Regions from separate parts of the Sus scrofa genome. Here region 2 is linked to region 1. Evidence: chromatin contacts called from public promoter capture Hi-C data. All regions are on one chromosome and are shown on one strand. The core of a region is the stretch at or near the end of the contact, and the rest is flanking DNA. Distances in the headings are between cores, read along the strand shown. Region 1 holds the start of CXCL12 (C-X-C motif chemokine ligand 12). Region 2 holds the start of ZNF32 (zinc finger protein 32).

What was found. Promoter capture Hi-C pulls out the DNA fragments that hold promoters and counts their contacts.
Region 2: a contact with region 1 is called in a promoter capture Hi-C map of fetal skeletal muscle, with 9 times the contacts expected there. The contact joins the promoter of ZNF32 here to the promoter of CXCL12 in region 1. A contact is called at or near these places in 2 of 5 promoter capture datasets (fetal liver and fetal skeletal muscle), 1 of 47 Hi-C or Micro-C datasets (skeletal muscle) and 1 of 2 datasets of contacts at active chromatin or transcription factors (skeletal muscle).

What each region holds. Positions count from the first base shown.
Region 1 is chr14:91,513,419-91,519,767 of Sscrofa11.1, reverse strand. It overlaps CXCL12 (C-X-C motif chemokine ligand 12), which reads right to left and starts at 3,316. Exons shown (of 4, transcript NM_001009580.1): 1 at 3,206-3,316. The coding sequence starts at 3,266.
Region 2 is chr14:92,147,620-92,153,968 of Sscrofa11.1, reverse strand. ZNF32 (zinc finger protein 32) reads right to left here and starts at 2,738. Exons shown (of 3, transcript XM_021073021.1): 1 at 2,635-2,738; 2 at 138-277. The coding sequence starts at 207. It also overlaps the pseudogene LOC102167823.

The sequences.
Region 1 (6,349 bases), core at 2,067-4,566:
TGTGTGTGTGTGTGTGTGTGTGTGTGTGTATACATACGCATGCGCATTCTCTGCAGATTTTTATCCAAGCCTTACTTAATACCCCAAATTATTTGAATTTGTGGATCCTTTCATCAGGGATTAAATGTATGTCTGAGAATATTTAGTCCAGAGGGTTTTTGTTTGTTTGTTTGTTTTAAATTTGCCTGTTTACAGAGCTCCCAGTGGTTCTGAAGTTCTGTACTTTGGGGCGAAAGAAACAAAGAAGCAGAAGGAATCTGTGAGTGAGGGACTTAATTTTCTTTTCTACAGACTGAATTCAGTTGAGGGGTGTCATGGCCTTGGGTACAGCAGGTCTATTTAGCCATCAAGTCAGGGGGAAAGCAGACTACATGGCCCCTCAGGACCAACCTGGACTCCCTAAAAACTAGGAAGGAGAAAGCCTGGCTTCAAGGTGCTCAGGGACTCATGACCCTGGAGAGCCTGGTGCAGCCTTCATCTTTACACCTGGGCTGAGTCCAGAAAGTTTCTGCCGGGCCTGGCTTTTAGCAGCTGCTGCACTGGGTCCCTGCAGGGGAAGCCAGTACTGCCCTGTAACCAGATCACCTGCGAAAAGGGACTCAGAGCTGGGGGCTGGGCAGCCTGGGTTAAGGAAGAGGAGAAATCTCCCCTCTCAGTGTCCTGTCTCTAGGCTTCCCCGGGAATTCTCAGGGGTCCTTCCAAGCTGAGCAGGACTGGAACATGCAGCCCGGTGGTGAGGCAGGACTGGTCCTAACCCCAGAGCAGCAAGCTGGAAGGTGCATGTCCCAACAGCTGCTGAGGGCAGTGCTGTGGTGGGTGGGGGCTCCTCCTCTCTGGAGTCTCTGAGAAGCTTTTCTGACTCCATTAACCAAGCAGCGGAGATCAGGCCAGAAATCAGAGCCCATTCTGAGCTCAAAACACAAGCTTTCTCTCTTTCTCTTCTCCCCTCTCCACCCCCTGGGATTATCCATTTCCTTCAAAGGCAATTTTTATTCCTGCTCCCAGGACCCAGTTGCTTGCCTGTCAAGTGGAGAATTTCAACAGGTTTTTTTAAAGGGACAGAGCCCAAGTGTTCTTACCAAGAGAGCTAGGTGCTGTGTCCAACTGGTGCCCTTCCTGCCAGCTTTTTGCCAATGTTTCTCACTTTTCCAACTGTTTTGGATATAACTCTGTGTATAGGCAAGAGGCTTGACTGGCCCAGATGTTACCCAGGGTCTGGGTGAACTTGGCTTCTGGTGAGTGTGGCTTCTGCTGAAGTTGGCTCTGGAACAGTCCTTCCACTCTAATGCAGAGACAGAAGCCCCCAAGCCAGAGCCAGCCCCTCCAACTAGGCCTGGGATTCTACCCCACCCCACCCCACCATGGGTTTAACCCCTGGAAGCCCAGGGCATCCAAGGAACCAGCTACTTGGTGGAAGGGAGGGCAGGAGCCAGAGCCATAGCCAGGACAAGGGAACTCAGCATGAGCACACAGGCTCCAGCTGGTTCCAAAATGCATTTTGGTTTATGCAGGCAAAGAGAGCCAGACCACCTCGGAGCCCAGGACCCAGACCTGACCACCCAGCTGCCAAGAGGGCAACAAAGACAAGCAAGCAACCAACCCTTCCCGTTGTCAGGAGGAGTCTGTGAATGTGGTCCCCACTCCTTCTGTGCTCCCCCCAGGTCAGCTGTGCCCAGGACTCAAGGTCCTAGGTCCCTGCATTCCAGTCATTTCTGTAGTTCCCCAGGGATGGGGGCAGCTAGAGGAAGCACCATTTCCTCTGACAGCAGGAGGATGCAGCTCCCCTCTCCCCAAACCACTCAATTGTTAACACCTAAGCCAGAGTGTTCCCCATGATTTGAGGTGGGGAAGCAATGTAAAGACACAGGCTAGGTCAACTTTTTCGGCTTACAGAAAAATTCTAAATTGCCTTTGGTGCTGGTGGTCCCTTGGCAACACTGATCAGCAACATGCTATACTTTTAAAAAACAATTCCCAGGTGGTCAGCCACCAGCCACCTATAATGAAGCGGAGGTTTTCAGGCCCAACCTAGCCTACTGCTCCAGGAGCTCCAGCCCTAGACAGACCTTAGCTGCATGGAGCACTCAGTGTCCTTGAACCCTTTTGCAGGATTTGTTGGAAACATCCAGCCAAGAACACTCAGCATGGCCTACCCATGCTGACATGGTTTTGTTTTGTGTGTTCAGAGGCAACAGTTTATTTTGGTTTGCAGCAGTGGTATCCTGTAACAGGACAGTGAGATTTCTCTTAAGCCTCAAAAGGAAAAAAAAAGCTCTCTCCCTCTCGCTGTGAAACGGGACACCACCTTTCCCAGTGGCCTAAGGCCTTGGCGATGAAATTTTAGGGCAGCATTCACTCCGAGGTAGAGCACTTGCTTGGCTGGTGACAAAGGCGCCAGTTTGCAGGTGTGTTTGGGGGGTGGGTAGGCGCACGCATGACCCGGATGGTCCCCGGGCCCCTCCTGGCTGACCCCAGGAAGAGGCAGGGAAGGTAGTGCCTGGATATGCGCCCAGGTTCTCCGCGTCGCTACGGACCACGGAGCTGTACAGAAGCGCAGCCAGGCGGGTGGCGCAAACCCGACAGCTGCTCAGAACGCCCGCCCGCGAAGCCTCGTTTATGTGGGTGCGTGGAAAGGACGCCACGCAGCTGCACCCGATCGCATCGCCGCCACAAGCACGTCGCGATTGAAAAGCGCTCTCTCCAACACAAACCGCGGATCGCATCCCCAGTCCGGTGCATAGCGGGGCCTCTGAGCCCGTTGGATCTGGAAACCGAGCTGGGCGCGGGAAGCCACGAACTGGGAGGTGGGCGGTCAAGGGGAGGTGGGCCAAAACGCGAAGCTGGAGACTCTGCTCCCCAACTTCCCCCTCCAGCGCGGGCTCCAAACGCGCCCTGGGCGCACTGGCACCAAGTTATACTGCCAGACCTCGCTCTACAGCTTGCCGCAGATCTGGCGGCTGCTTCCAGATTCCGGGACCCGAGCCCGGCTGAAGGGCGCGAAGTTTCAGCGCCGAGGGTGCTACGACGCGGCTTTTGAACCCCGCATGCCGAGGGAGTGCGCCCCGAGAAGTGGGCCACCTCAACTTCCCCGATGCACAGCGGCGCGAATTAGGTTCGCGCGGGACTGCGCGGGTACAGACAGGGAAGCCGCGGCCCGGCATGGAGTCCCACGCCTGCCCACGCTTCGATCGCCGAGGCCACTCACCATCGCTGAGGCAGAGCGCGGTCAGCACGAGGGCCAGCACGGCGAGGACCTTGACACCCATGGCAGGAGTAGGCGGCGAGCGGACGGAGGCCTGACACACTGGGGACACTGCAGCGGAGAGTGAAAGTGCGGCCGCAGGAGGCGCGCGCCGGGCACTTTAGAGGCGAGAGAGGGGCGGGGCGGGGCGGGGCGCGCGGCGAGGGGCGGGTCTGGAGCAGAATCCTAGTTGTGGCCAGGGGCTCTGACCAGCGTCCCCTCCCACAGGGGCGCTCGCCCTGTCCTCTCCTTCCCCCCCTTCCTCCTGCCCAGAGATGCTCCAGAGACTGTGGTGCGCTCCAGCCTTTGACCTTCTTAGTTGTGCTGGGCCCTGTTCTGTAAGCCTGACCTGCTCCGAGGAAGCTGGCCACTCAGTGAGGCTGGGCTGCAGGGCTAGTTATTGTTCCCATTATGCAGATGGAGAGATTAAGTCCCATAGACAGGAACTGGAGGACAACCAAGGAAAAACAAACAGGTTGGTCCTAGGGCTGAGGGCCAGCTGAACCAGCGTCAACCTGAGGTAGCTAAAATTGTCCTATTTTGGAGGTATAGGACCTACCTATAAGTGATCATCCGCCTCCACTCGCTGCTCAGTGGCCAGAAAAGCTGGGACAAAGTGGCCAGACTGGTCTTTGCAATCAGAGCAACTCTGATTCTGAGCCAAAGCTATCACTTATTAGCTGAGCCTCAGTTTCCGCAATTGTAAAATTGAAGCTCTGAAATAGAATGCTGTGTAGTGGAAAGAAAACAAAGGCAGTTGCCCAGGAGCCTCTTAGTAATGGTGAATTGACTTAAATCTGTATCTTGCGGAGTTCCCATCGTGGCGCAGTGGTTAACAAATCCGACTAGGAACCATGAGGTTGCGGGTTCGGTCCCTGCCCTTGTTCAGTGGGTTAACGATCAGGCGTTGCCGTGAACTGTGGTGTAGGTTGCAGACGCGGCTCGGATCCCGCGTTGCTGTGGCTCTGGCGTAGGCCGGTGGCTACATCTCTGATTAGACCCCTAGCCTGGGAACCTCCATATGCTGCGAGATCGGCCCAAGAAACAGCAAAAAGACAAAAAAAAATCTGTATCTTGCTCTCAAATGTGAGGTGGGCTAAACCCCGTTCCCACCCCTCGGCATGGAACTAGAATTGACCTGAGACTCCCCTCCCAACCATCACGAAGTGCTCAACATCAAGTCAGATACATAGTAGGCAAAAAAATGCAATGCAGTATTTTTTTCATCTCCCCAGTGGATGCCCTGCAGGACCTAAAGTAATGAGAGCACTCCTCTCTCCCCCTCATGCCAGGGATGGTGCTCCTGGAGCTGGCTTTTCTGGTCCAGAGGACTACAGCCACAGGGTCATCCCTTGGCAGTGTCTAGTCCTCCTGGCAGCCGCCCCGCCCCAACCTGGACAGCTGAGGTGACCCAGCAGAGCACAGGATTGCAAGCAGAGCACAAGGATTGCACCTGGGAGTTCCAGACCTGAAAAGAGCGCCCTTTTGGGCTTCACTAGTGATCATAATCACAGGCCTCTCAGGCCACCTCCCTCTGTTGTTTCCCTCCTAGCCTGACAGTGAAGTGGTTTCTGTCCCCACAGCCATCCAAGGAGCACTCCGTAGGGACAGGTCTCTGGAGTTCCAGAGCTTTGGCTTTTAGGGGAGTGGACAGTGTACCTAGCCTGGGCTCAGCTTGAAAGGGGGCAGGGGCAATTAGCAGGAAGCTGCAAGAGCGCTGGGATTCCAGCGGTGGGGCTGGGTATCCTCTGTGTGTCTGTGTATCCAAATGACTTTTGCACCCAAGTAGATGTGCTGTGAAGCTGCATTCATTCAGTACTTGGGAACTGGGTGTAGAACTGAGAATCCCACTGTCTTGGTCCCTGCCCTTAAAGAACTAGCAGTCCAGTGGCTGAGATAGTTCTCGGGATCCCCAGCCTCCACCTCCTTTCTGGTTAGAGCTGGGGCCAGTCATCTCCAAGCTCCTGGGCCCTAACTGGCTTCAGACAAGATAGAGCACGGCGGCTGAGCTTGGGCGCCCTCTGGTGGCAAAATCTCTCAGTTCCCCTCTTCCTCCCATCCCTCCCGCAAGCTCTTGAGGTCAGAGTGGACAAGGCTCGCCCCAGATCCCTGTGTAGATGCGAGATGCTATCAGGTTCAGTCATAAATCCAGTGGCCAGCACATAAACGCACACCGAGGCTGGAGCTCAGTGAGAGCCGCGCGGAGCCTCGCTTCAAGTCCAGCAAAAGCCAAAGTCAAAGCCTCTAGTTTGTTTCCTTTTTGTCACAAAATTGGTTGCTGCTCTGGCAGCCTGAGGTACCCTGTGGGCTGGAGAGAAACCAGGGCCTCCTGCCTGGCCATGCCGCAGGACAGACATCAGTGTGGGCCCTTCAGTGCCCACCGCTTCTTCCATTAATTCAGTAAAATACTTATTGAGCCCCTGTTCGTGCCAGACTTGGGATACATATTTAAAATACTTCAGTAAAGGAAGCAAAAACAGACAAACAAATGAAACAACCCAAACCCCTGTCCTCCTGGAAGTTACATCCTGGCGGCTGGGAGAAAAGAAGAGGGCAGGCATTAAACATAAGTAATTAAACACATAATCTATAGAAGTTCTTTAAGTGCTGTGGGAAAATGGGCCAGAGGGAAGAGGAGCAAGTTAGGATTTTAAAGAGGGAAGGCAAGAATCTGCAAAATGTCCACAGTTTGTCAAGCTATTTAAATGTACACCTCTGTACAGGTCAACTCTCACCACAGGGGCACCTCCCAAATTCAAGGCAACAGGGTCCACCGCCCTTTCTCCTCTGTTGTTTTCTTATGCCACTATCTCTGCTTAAGAGGCTCCACCTTTCTTTCTCTACCAGGAAACTCGGTTCTCCATCCAGTCCCAGAGCAATGCCACCTTCCATGTGAGATCTTACAGATCTCTTCCACACTCGGTGCTCAGACCTGCTGCTCCTCAAGGACACCTTAGGAGTTCAAGGTGACAGGGAGGCAGGGGTTAAAGATGGGTGTATCTCTAAGCCTTGATTATGTGCTATGGTCTCTAGACCCTAGTTCCCAGTCCAGATGCCCAGCCATGGCCCTTTGCCCAGCTGGGGCTGTTTACACCTTCAGGGTTCAGT
Region 2 (6,349 bases), core at 1,489-3,988, 630 kb before region 1:
CTGTAACCCCCGGAAATGGTGAGCTCCACCAAAGGAATGTCTTATCTGTATCCTCAGCCTGTTGAGGACAGCCTGTGCTGAGGACAGGGACACTGATTATTGTGGGCTGAGGGCATCCCAGCAATCAACCAACTCACTGAAAAATGCTACATTCTGGGCATATCTTCCATGACAGTCCAGCAGTGTAGCTGTTGGAAATCCAAACATGTCCACTCCTGCCGTACGACCTTAATCACCACCTCCTCATATGATTCTTCCATGGGCTGCTCTTGAGTACCTAGAGAGGAAAAAACAAACAAAAACAAAACAGAACAACAAAAACAAACATTAAAGGACAGGATGATTGTTAAGTGAGAAGAATGAAGTCAACAGGCGCTCCATTTTGGGGTATGAGTGAATAGAGGAAATGTGGATTGCCTGATGTAATGTCAGACACCTACCATGAAACCACAAGATGGGCCAAAAGGTACCATGACCACTTATAAATATAAGAGTCCAAGAGTAAGCAGAGAAGCCATAAAGCAAACATGTACCTCTTCCTGCTAATGCTAAGATAATGTCCCTCCTATTTGTACCTTAGCTTTTGCAGGTGATTGGAATCTTTTGCAAGTGATTGGAACTTCCTCCATGTAACAGTTTGCTACTTTATCTCTTAGCCCCCAAAGAAATTTAGAATATATAAAAAACAATATTTTACCCTTTACAGTTGGCTCTATGATTGAAATGGCTCCAGCTCTCCTCTCCAGTCCCCACTAGGTTATTGGGACAGAAAAAGAGACTTCCTATATCTTTTTAGCACTTCTTAGGAGGCTCTAGACTCACACCCACACTTCTGCTTTTTGAGATATGAGAAAACCAGTTCTGAGGAAGTATAAATACTTGTCAATTCTTGGAAAAAGAAGACCTACTTCAGACTCCAAAACCAAGCCCAGGGCATTCTGACAAGGGAAATAACTTACCACAAGTCCCAGAGCCAGTAAGGAGTCAAGGTGGAGTAAGGTTCGAATTCAAGACTCTCGGGATCCAAAGCCTAAGTCCAGACAATTCTCTACTTCCTCATCACTAATGAGCTAGTCAGAATTCTTACAAAATGGAATAAAATGGAACAGAGTTTGACCAGACTTTCCTATTCTTCCAGATCCTAGAAATCCTCTTGTTCCACGTTATTTTTTTATTTATTATTTTTTTTTGGAGGGAATATTCTTATTTCAGGACCCTAATTACTGAATTCTTATACTTTATTTATGCAGTGGTTCAGTGTATAATCTTTGTTTTCCTCCAATATTTAACAAGAAAATGCTGACCTCCTGATTTAATGAAATAGCAGTGTGATGCAACAATTCTGTGTTAATCCAAGCATCTGGTCTTCTTGACACCTGCATTTTCTGCTACATATCATGGTGACTGGAGAGGCATTTAAACTCTTAGTTGGCAGATTCAGGTTCAGTTTGGAGTATAAACCACAATGCAATGCCCTATCAAAGTGTCAGGACACTACAGGACCTTTCACTAGGAAGTTCAAGGTGTTACTGCTCAACAGCTGCACATCAGCCAAGTCAACGTAACGTATATGTACCTGCTGCCTAAGGTTGGACTCTGTCCCTGGTGAGTCCAGCAAATAGAGCTTGGAACCGTGGGTAGAATTTACAGCTGTGCCTCTCCACGTGCTGTGAGATATTCAGGAAGAACTCAGATGTGTCTATGGAACCTCTTTGATTAATAAAGGGAATCTGTCATAATTTTCTCCCTAGATTACACAAGTCTGGGGAGTCAATTTCCTAAAGATTTTGGAGAAAGCCACTTTATACTAGAAAACATTTCTTTTCCTATCAGAAAGGCCATTATATCCTGTGGTTTAGAGTTAGGCCATGAGAGATTTGGATTACACTCTCAGTCCTCTCAAATGACATTGGGCAAGTAACCAAACAGCCCTCACTCTATCTCCTCACTTAATAAATACTTTGATAACAAATATGAAGTAGCTCCTGGGCAAATAAAAAACCAATTGTGAAGGGCCTCTGACATGTCCTACAGACTTAAGGCCTAAAGTTGAGAAGTCCTGAGGAGATGACTAGAAGAGGGGGAACTTTTGCTATCTTGAGGATAGTTTCAGGATTAGGAAATTCTGGGTAGGGGTGAGTTTTTCCTCCACACACCTGAATCCAGTTTGTCCTTTCCCATTCTCCACCCAGCGGGGTTTGTCCTTTCTCCCATTCACCCACCCCAGAGAGACACCGCTTTCCCCTGTCCAACTTCTTAAGGCCCTGGGGCACACCTGACTGTGGCCTCCCCGCCCACAGCTCCAGGTGCCAGGCCTTCCCCACACCCCGCCCTGCGGTGCGGCGGAGGGGCCCCCGCTAGTCCGAACAGGCTCTACCCTCCCGCCTCAGGCTCCCCCAACCCCGCGTTCCCGGGCCCCCAGGGCCGCCCTGCGTGCTGGGCCTCAGCACCCCGCTCTCTGGTCCAGATGGACCTTTTCTTGCGGGCCGCAGACCTCTCCCCTCTTAGTTGGCCGCCCTGGGGGTCCAGGCTGGTCAGGCCCGCTCAGGGTCTCGGGGGAGCTCGGGAGCCGTAGCCTGTCGGCGGGGCCCCGCCTCACCCGGGCGCACTGACCCGGCCGGCGGCCTCACTCACCGCAGCGGCGCGCGCCCGCAGACAGACAAAGGCCGGCACCGATCCCACAGCAGCGCCGGCGCGAGCAGACCGGACTACAGCTCCCAGGAGGTTCCGCGCGAGCTGGAGGCTGGGGCCTCGGCGGCCCCGGCTTTCCCGAGCACTGTGGGAAACGTAGTTCGGCGATGCGTCCGGCCTCTCGGGACTCTGCGGGTCCAGGTGATCGCTGGGCGCTCAGGCCACCTCCATATGGTCCTCAGCCGGTGGCGCTGATTCGTTCGCGGGTGTATGTAGAGCGGGCACCAAGAGCGCCGAAAGGCTGCTCAAATTAGCCAGGCGTGTGTAGGCAGCTTGTGAAGTCGTCCGCTGAACCAAGAAACTGAGAATCTGGGTTCTTGCATTAGGTATGGTGGGAGGAAGCTCATTGGGAAGAAATGAGTTGATAAAACCTTGGGTGCTTGGAGGTTTTGTTTTGAGCCATTGGGGGAGCAAAGACTAAGTATTCTGTAGTTAGAGCTCTGAGGCGAGGAGCAGATATTTCAAGCGAAGTCTGTGGCGTTTTGGAACACCAGAGGAGAATTTAGTGAGGTTGGGGAGGAGTCTGGTGGAGGGCTATGCTCTTCTTATCCCGTTAAAGAATTTGCATCCGAAATAATGGGTAAGAGATCCGGTTTGGAATTGTCTTGAATTTGCATGTCAGCTCCACCACTGACTAGCTGCAGAATTCTGGATAGGCTTCTTACCTGGTGGGGAGCCCAGGATGTGGTTAGGTGGCAGCTACAGAGGCTTCTTGAAAGGGCCAGAATCCAAGTCAGGTCACCCTCTTGATACTTGCAGAGCAAAGGCAGGTATGTAAGAACCCAGAAAAAAAAAATCTTTCTGCATGTACCCCCTCTGAGTTTTGGAGAGAAAACACTATTTTCTAGGATAAGAAATTAGATTTTTTTCTTACATGGATAAATTGTAAGTTTTGAAAATCACTCAGCAAGTTAGATGAGCTCTTTTTCATGAGGCTTCTTTGTGAAGTACAGGCATTCAAATCCTGTTGTGTGATCCTAAGAGGGGGCAAGGCTCCCTAAATGCCTTAAGCCACCTTCAAATGTATTTTTATAGGATCCTGGCCTCTGAAAGGGAATTTGGGAGAGGGAAGAATGGTATTAAAATTTTCTATGGCTGAGACTGCTTGGGCTTCCTCCCCGTTTGAATCGCTTTCGTCTTCCTTCATCCTGGAGCTCTCCTCAGTGTAATTCTCTCCAGGTTCCCTGCTCCAGAGCTCCTACGCAGAGGCTAGTTTATCCTATTAAAGGAGAGGTTTCATAAGGTATGTTTCCTCTTACTATGTGTTTGTCCTCTACCCAAAAGTCACCTGTTAAACATTTAACAACAAAAACAAAACATTTAATTTCTCACTGTGTACAAAGTGTAAGTTGATTGCTAAGTGTTAGTTTCACTATCACTAATAACATCATTATTTAAGTTCATTGAACCTGTATGTTCTGAGCCCATTTTAAGCGTCAGGTACTCTGCTGGGCTTTGGACACATAAATGTAAAAAAGATATACTCTCTTCTCCTAGGAAGGGAGCTGACAGTCTAGTTTAGAAGACAAACACACACCTTTCCTCAAAACCCAGGACAGCAGTACAGAAAAGTCCCTGAGTGTGTAGGGGGAACTGCCCTGTAGGCCTGGCTCCTGAAGGCGCCTCAGCACAAATGCAGAGCTTCCTGTGGTGCCTCCTTCATTATTTGCTCCAGAATCACAGAGAGAAAGGGGTAGGGCATTAGGAGGTGAAGCACAGTCATCACATCCTTTCCTTCTAGAGCAGCCACAGACAATTTTCAGTGCCCAGGTGGCACCCAGCAAAGGCCAGTCCTTGCAGCTGACTGGATGGTGCTGTATGAGTGTCTCTGCTCCCTTCTCTCCCAGGGCTGTATCCGCAAAGCTGCAAGGCTGCGTATGTCACCCCCAGGTCTGGGAGTCATTTCCTCCGTTGAAAAACAACACCATGTGCCTAGAAGTCTTATCAGTTCTTTTGAGGTCAGGCTCAGCTGTGGTTGTTAGGATGATCCCACTGTGAAAGCGATGACAAAGCTTTGGTGGAGAAGGCGACTGTAAAGGGGGAATGTTGTCACCTTAACAAATCTGCGTGAATTCTTTTAAGGTGTCTCAGGAAAGTGGGTGCATTGAATAAAAAGTGGAGGAGAGAGCAGTTAGGACTGGAGTTGATGAGACCCAGAAGAGACCCACCCACCACCCTCTTGACAGACACATAGCAGTCTTTACCCAGATCCTGAATGAGGCCCAACCCTTAACCACGGCCTGCATTTTAAGACACCCACTCAACAGAAAGGCACAGAGCTGAGGGAGGGTGTTAGCAGTGTCAATTTGAAAAATTACCAAAGAATTATTCCCTTATTTCACATGCATTTTAAAACATTATGGAACGAAGATAATCTGGTAACTGATTATATGACAAAAGGCTAAACATTTGGCAAAAAAAATGAAAGTATATACTTATCTAACTTCTGTGCCAAAATAGCCTCCAGATTGATTAAATGTAAAATGTAAAACCCAGATCCACAAAAGGCCTAGAAGAATGTATGGTTTAATAGTTTTATAATCTCAGCATAGGAAGGGTTTTCCTAACCATGGTAAGAAACGCAGAAACAGTGAAGAATAAGATTGCTGGATTTGACTACATTAAAATCCAGTACTTCTGTGTCAACACCACCATTAAATGAAGTTAATACACGACAAGCTAGGAACATGGTAATCACTATCATCTTTAAAGAGACCATACAACTCAATAGGAAAAAGAAATTTCACTGGAAATTTGGTAAAGGATAGCAACTCACACACACAATAGAATTAAGGAAAAATGCTATTAATTTTTAAAAAGTGCTAATTGAAACTAAGAGAAAATTTTCTTAGCTGGTGAATGGAAAATAATGTAAAAGAGACTAGGGAAATAGACATTTTCAGCCATGTCTAAATTGAGACAATTCAGTCTAATTAGACATTTGCTTATACCTATCAAAAAGTCCTAAAAATACACATTTTACTTCTACAGATTTTTTTACTCTTTGAGTGGATTGCAATTGTTTCATATTGTGATCCTAAATTTTATATTCATTATATTCACTAAAGTATACCTTAATGAATATTTTATGACCAATAAAAAAAGAAAAAAGAGAAAAATAAACCTACCAGGAAAAGAAAAAATGAAATAATTGCATCCTAAATGTGGAATGAAAGCTGCAGAATTCTGCAGTAAATTCTTAAGTGAATTATTGACTTGGAAAAGACTCCTGGTTCCTTTAAATGGAGGATTGCCCCAGAAACCTGCATGAGAGCACATGATACTCAAGGAGAGCTTGAGCTTCATTTGCTCTCATTAGCTCAACGAAGTCTTTGGGTGTAGAGTGGTAGAATGAGGATCTGCCCTCCTGGAAGAGTTTATCAGAATAATTTCTACTCTGCCTCAAGTCTGTGTTTAGTCCAATTCCCATCAGAAATGCAGACCTCTTCAGTTAGCTCTTAATAACTGTGTTTTATGAACCCCCGTCTCATCCCACTACTCTGTACATTCTCTGAACTAACCAGGCTTCCCATCCCTCCCAAAAAATCCCACTGTGTCCAGCTTGGAGGCCAGTGCTTGGGAGAAAGCCAGCCTTCTTTTAAGCCCCTCCTACTCAATGGCCAGGCTTGAGTAGCAGGACCCACTAGAAAGAAAGAGG